Linked DNA regions of Dromaius novaehollandiae: region 1 is linked to region 2. A link is a contact called in public Hi-C data. All regions are on one chromosome and are shown on one strand. Each heading gives the region's core, a stretch centred on a gene start, on an enhancer-like site or on the middle of the called end of the contact. The rest is flanking DNA. Distances are from core to core; before and after follow the strand shown. Region 1 holds the start of DGKD (diacylglycerol kinase delta). Region 2 overlaps DGKD (diacylglycerol kinase delta).

Region 1 (3,131 bases), core at 186-2,685, 35 kb after region 2:
GGGGGTGAAGAATGATTGTTAGCAGATCCCTAAGGGGTAGTTGGTGGGGGGAGGTAGAGGTGCTGGCAGGCCCCGAAGGATGTTTTGGGGAATGGGTTGTTAGCAGATCCCTGAAGAGTAGCTTGGGGGAAGGATGGCCAGCAGGTCCCTGAAGGGCAGCTGGAGGGAGTTGCTGGCATGTCCAGGAGTGGTTTGCAGGGAGATTGCAGGCGAGTCCCTGAGGGGCGGTTGGGGGCGGAAGGGTCACCAGCAGGTCCCTGAGGGGCGGTTTGGGGTTGGGGGGGAGAGGGCCGCTGACAGGTCCCTGAGGGGCGGTTGGGGAGGGAGGAGTCACCAGCAGGTCCCTGAGGGGCGGTTTGGGGGGGGGGAGGGGTCACAGGCAGGTCCCCGAGGGGTGGTTTTGCGGGGGGGAGGGGTGCAGCAGGTCCCTCGGGGCGGTTAGGGAAGGAGAGAAGGGTCACAGGCAGGTCCCTGAGGGGCGGTTTGGGGGGGGGGGGGAAGGGGTGCGGCAGATCCCTCAGGGGCGGTTGGGGGGAGGGAGGGTCACAGGCAGGTCCCTGAGGGGCGGTTGGGGGGGGGGAGGGTCACAGGCAGGTCCCTCAGGGGCGGTTGGGGGGAGGGAGGATCACAGGCAGGTCCCTGAGGGGCGGTTTGGGGGGGGGAAGGGGTGCGGCAGATCCCTGAGGGGCGGTTGGGGGGAGGGAGGGTCACAGGCAGGTCCCTGAGGGGCGGTTGGGGGGAGGGAGGGTCACAGGCAGGTCCCTGAGGGGCGGTTTGGGGGGAGGGAGGGTCACAGGCAGGTCCCTGAGGGGCGGTTTGGGGGGGGGAGGGTCACAGGCAGGTCCCTGAGGGGCGGTTGGGGGGAGGGAGGGTCACAGGCAGGTCCCTGAGGGGCGGTTTGGGGGGGGGGAGGGTCACAGGCAGGTCCCTGAGGGGCGGTTTGGGGGGGGGGAGGGTCACAGGCAGGTCCCTGAGGGGCGGTTGGGGGGGGGAGGGTCACAGGCAGGTCCCTGAGGGGCGGTTGGGGGGGGGAGGGTCACAGGCAGGTCCCTGAGGGGCGGTTGGGGGGGGAAGGCTGAGGGGGCGCGAGGGGCTCGGCGGCGACGCAGGCCGGGCCGGGAGAGGAGGGGGAGGCGGCGGCGCGGAGGGAGCAGCAGCGGCAGAGCCGGCCGCAGCGCTGCCGGAGCCCGAGGCCCTGCCCGCCGCGCTCACCTTCTGGCGGATCTGCCCGGACGTGGAGACTTTGCGGATGAGTTTCTGCGGGGAGCCCGGCTCCTGCTCCGGCTCGCTGTCCGACGACTCGTCCGCCGCGGCGCTGGCGGCGGCGGCGGCGACCGCCCCGGCCTGGGGCTGGGGCTGCGCGGCGCCCGCCGCCGCCATGCTGCACCGAGCGCAGCGGCGCCGAGCGGAGCGGAGCCGAGCGGAGCCGAGCGGGGCGGCGCGGCGCTACCGGCGCCCTCTCCCGCCGTGCGCCGCGCGCTGCAGCCGCCCGCGCGCGGCGGCGGCGGCACCCCCTGGCGGCGGCCGCGCCCCGCCCCGCCCCGCGAGCCGTTGGGGGCAGCCGTTGGGGGCAGCCGTTGGGGGCAGCCGTTGGGGGCAGCCGTTGGGGGCAGCCGTTGGGGGCAGCCGTTGGGGGCAGCCGTTGGGGGCGAGCGCGGCCCTTCAGGCACTCTGGCCGTGTCGTCCGTCCCCCCCCCCCCCCCCGCTACCCACTAAGCCGTTTCTCCCCTGCGCTGCTCACTGGAGAAACCGTAACCGCTCTGTTTTGTGGAAACACCAGCGTTTACAGGAGAGCATCATTTGTGAAGCACAAATATGTCCGGTTGCACCAGGGATGGGGGGCGCCGGGCTTGGTGCGGCGAGGGCAGTCCACCTCTCGTCGCTGCGGCCTGAGGGACGCTCTCAGCCCTCGCAAGCCGAGCTCTTGCAGCCTTTTCAGTCAGGTTCCTGCAGGATTGTTCCCCCATCTGAGTTTATGGCTTTTGCATACAGGAAAGTAATGCAGCCCTTGGAATGATATTAAAGCTTTGCATGAGCCTAAGCAAGTTTCGTTGCAAACTGAAATAAGCCATCTCACCACAGCATTGTTCACCCTGTGTCCTGCTTGGTCCAAACACCATGGTGTCTTTATTAGGGGCCAAATAAAGCATTTCAGCTTAGAGCTTCGATGAGGTGAGCCAAAAAGCTGGGATCTCTCCTTGATTCTTGGGGTTGTTTCCACTCGTCAATTCTTCCACTGTTTTTAATAAAATACTGTAGGGTAAATCATGTAGGGGCAAGTTAGAGTGCTTCCTTTCTGCCCCTAGTTAGGATCTGTTTTAATCAGCCTCCTGCAAAAAAAGGTACTTTCCACCCACTATGTCTTACAGTCCACCGGCCCCTGACAATCTGACTTTAGTATCTGTTTAATCAGACACTGCTAAGTGAGAGCAATTGGCTTTTCTTGTCTCCCACCTACTCACAGTCAAAGCAGGTTCCTGATGCCAAATAACACTTTATTTTTCAATACAGAAACATTCTTGCCTGACTCAGCCTTTCCACACGCCATTTCTCATTAGTACTGTTAGCATTAGGTAACTCGGCCCTGAAGCACTTGTCTCTCTAACGCCCGGATCCCCGGGAAAGGCAGGAGAAGCTGCCTTCGGAGAGCTGCCTGGTTTATAGTATCCCATAGCTACAGCTACGTAGCTGGGATTTCATGGAGACAGATGGGAAAAAAAGCATTTGTCACCAAACTTGTACCTTCAGCAGACAGCTTAAGCACTGAGGCGATATATTTGATGCAAGTCCTGCTCAAAATAGGCAGTTTCATAGATGCTATCATTTTCGGGCCTTATCACTCTCCGCGGGCTGGGGGCCTGTTCTATAAATGGGCTCCCACCACATCAAAGGCAGAGGGTCAGGAAATTGGATTACTCTCTTCCAGCTGTAAATATGACTAGCAGGCTACAGGTCTGACTTCTTAGAGGATCGTGTAACATCAGAACCAGAAGAAAGGAAAGATAAAAGGCAAACAGTTCCAGCTAAAGACCTCTTTTCTGCTGACAAAGGTCAGCATCTGTTGACTAAAGAGCAGGGGAATAAAAGGCCAGCCTGGCTCGCAGAAAGAGAAGATGAAGGAGCCAGCAGAA
Region 2 (3,430 bases), core at 314-2,813:
GGGAGAATGCAAGACAGCTGCTCCTGGTGGCAGTGACAGGTCAAAGCGCTGGTGTGAGTACAGCCACAGAGGGCAGGGTACACATGAAGCAAACAGAAGCACTGAGGTAGGCAGAATAGCAAGCAAGCGAGCTATGAGGTAGGACAGGGAGGATAACCGAGCAGTAAAAAGAGAACTGTGTTTCATACCCTCCCCACACTCTGCAAAGTGCTTTCAAAGTTACCCCAGGGACAGTGTACACAGTAACAAGCACTCTTTGGAGAACCATTTCAGTGTATTTGGGATGGTTTTTACAGAAGGCCTAATGCCATACCCATCACAGTCAATAAAAGTGATTTCTATTAACTTCACTGGAAGCTGACTTAATCTCATAAAACAAGTGATAATTTAGGAGATGGTGCACATAGTGCAAAAGAGCAAGTTTTCTCATTACCTCAAAGTGTTCGCGGTTCTGTACAGTCTTCAGTGCTGCAATCCAATCTTCCATCTCTTTTCTGTTATCAGCACAAAGAATGAGCTTCCGACATGGAGTGATAATCTGAAGGGGGAAGAAAAAAATTAAGCGCATGTGTTCTGGGCATGTCAGTGAGAGAGAGAGAGAGAGAACACGTTACTACATACCTAGTCTATTGAAGCTACTTTCAGAGGCAATGAGCTGCAACAGAGGTCATTTACACTTTTCAACCGTATTTCTTTTATATCATAACCTAACTGAATTCCTTTGCTAAGTTTACAGAACCACAGAGATTTTCTCTCTCATTCCCTACATTGACCTGAGTTAGGAAATGTCTCTGAATAGCCAAATAAGAGCACAACATAGAAATCAAGCACAGAACCATAAAGTACTTCATGATGTTTTAAATTGGCAACATTGGCAACTATATTAAAACATTTTGTTAACAATATAATACACTCATTTCTATCCAATAATAAATTAGATAACATATTTGGTAAATTAAACTGCACAGCACTAAATATTTAAGAGAGAAATATCCTAAAACTGGCAGACAAATTAACAGATGTTTCATCAGATCAGTGACTAATTCGTTAGAAGAATAACCCAAAAGGTCTGTTTTCCTTGCAGGCTGGCTTGTGTTCCCTAACCTACGTTGTTTCTTGACTTAAGTATTCTGTATCGTACGCAGCTATAGCGTGACTGAAGAGTTCATAAACTCTAATGCTCTGTAATTGCCTTTAATGATCAGCCCACCCAAACTCTCTCGAGACTCCCACTCTTCTCACCGCCCATACCAGCAGATTAAAACCCTACCATTTAGAGTCAGGACTAGCAGGGAAAAAGAAAAAAAAAAAAATCAAACCAAATAAATAATCTAGAAGAGAAATTACCGTATTTTAACCCATCTCCTGAATGCTTATTCTAAGTTTATTACATAAAAGAGATTCCAACATATGCTCCACTAGCAGCCTGGGATCGTGGCTAGTTTGCCTTTCATTAAAACTTCTATCTTCAGCGTGTTTCTACCCTGAGCTAACTCACACGTGTTAGCTGCCCTGAATGAACGGTGCAGTGGAGCGCTCTAACAAACGAGCAGCAGACGTGCACGGGGCAGGAGTTCCCCTCGGCCCGGAAAGGCGGACAAGTCTGCGCAGCCTGCCAGCCAGGCGCCCTCCCGTTGTCAGACGGCGGCAGCAGAGAGAAATGAAAGCTCCTGGGCTTCAGAGGCCCACGTCTGCTGTCCACAGGGCTGCCCGCTTTGACCTGCCTCTCCATTCAGCTGGGATCCAGACTGGACTATAAACCAGTATTTATTCTTCTTAAAACAACAGTCTCTCTTGCCCACACCTGAGTTTCCTTATCTTGGCTTACTACCACTATCTCTTTGTGTACACCTCTGTCCTGATTCCCATCCAACTGCCTTCGATTAGACCGATATGGAAGCGCTTGCAAGATCTGGGTATAAGAAAAGCTGCATTAAGGTTGAGCACCATTAACCAAAAACAAACAAGCAAAACAAAACAAAAAACCAAACAAAAAACCACCTCTATGTCAACTCTAACACTTCCAGCAGCCCAGAGTCTCTTGTGCCTCTCTGGATTTCGTACACAACAACTTGTCTCGATCATCTGCTTTTCCAGCAAATTCTGCTGCACCATCTGAAGCAACAGATTACAACAAACTAGGACCGTGTCAGGTTCACGAGGCCCGTGCAGCTCTCGCCAGCGTGTAATCAAAGCACTACAGTCCCACGTTTGGTTAATCAACACCAAAAATATACACACATCACCTGAATACATGACCCCTGCTAACTGCCGCTTGCCACTCTGTTTTCCACTTCTCTCATTATGATTCATAAAACAGATTAAAAATAAACACTTCTGAAGTTGAACATCAAACTTCCTGTTGATACAGTGTCTCACAGCCTTCCCTAGAAATGCCTGTGTAATGTCAACAAAAAAGATACACCTGTAAAGTTCTGCTTTAAGCTCTCCCATTTTCAAAATGTTCCTTTTTACAGGACAGATCGCAGCATCCATCTGCAATTACACAAACGTTACCCCAGCACCTAGCAAGGAGCCCTACAGCCACGTTGCAGACATAACGCCTGGAGCTAAATACATTTCTAAAGCAAGGAGTGGCCCTACATAGCCAGAAACGCAGTTCCGGTATGCAACAGCCTATCTTGAACTAAATGATCTGATCTATACCAACTGCAAACAAACAGAAATAAATATTTGCAGTTTTGTAAAAACAAAACTTTGAAGGAGTCTCCCCTGAAGTTTCCTTTAATTCCAATTCCGACCAAATTTGTTCACAAAGAAGGAAAGCATGAGAGTCTTCCTTTTTGCTTGGGAAAAATGGGAGGTTAGATGTATTTTCATCAGAAGTTTAGCTAGGTAAGAAAGGCTGCTCTACAGAGAGACCTACCAGAGTACCGCTAAAATCAGTGTGAAGTTAGAGATGAACCTGCAGCATCTCTGACGCCCTGCTAGGAGGAAGCAGCCTTTTCCCTGGAAGTAAACCCAAGTTGAAATAAGCTGCTCAGACAGTGCAGAAAAGCCCCGCTTTCCTTGTTGCAAAGCCAGGAACAGTTGCGCATTCAAGAGCAAACACGACAGTACGTACAACAGTGCCCTATGGAAAGTCCAAACCCGGTAAAATGACCTTCTGCTACTTTAAAACTGGCAAGGAGGAACTGTCTGTTCATTCAACATGTCACTCTTGGGCGGTGGAAAAAAATAAAAGAATTTAAAACATTGTTAAAGTTAACTGATTATCATCAGGATCCCACTTCAAGGCACTCCTGTTCAGTGGTGCGCTTTTTCTTCTTTCTCTGTCTTTTCACTAAAAAGGGAAAATGCAAACTATCATTTTCAAGTCATCTTGGAAGACATGAAATAGAAAATAGTGGCATAAAATACAGAAGTGCGGACACTCCTTTGACAAGAGTTCATTTCTCAGGCTGCGCAC

Evidence for each region. Hi-C and Micro-C count contacts between places; a contact is called where the count stands out from the background.
Region 1: a contact with region 2 is called in a Hi-C map of blood, with 1.7 times the contacts expected there. The contact joins the promoter of DGKD here to the enhancer-like site in region 2. A contact is called at or near these places in 3 of 4 Hi-C or Micro-C datasets (blood, brain and ovary).

The regions. Positions count from the first base shown.
Region 1 is chr9:28,267,604-28,270,734 of bDroNov1.hap1, forward strand. It overlaps DGKD (diacylglycerol kinase delta), which reads right to left and starts at 1,436. Exons shown (of 29, transcript XM_064516988.1): 1 at 1,213-1,436. The coding sequence starts at 1,380.
Region 2 is chr9:28,232,943-28,236,372 of bDroNov1.hap1, forward strand. DGKD (diacylglycerol kinase delta) reads right to left here. Exons shown (of 29, transcript XM_064516988.1): 4 at 434-538. Among named protein-coding and RNA genes, the nearest start is that of DGKD, 34 kb to the right of the region's middle. Within about 2 kb of position 1,564, at least 1 of the 2 cell types and tissues checked has open chromatin away from gene starts, as enhancers often do.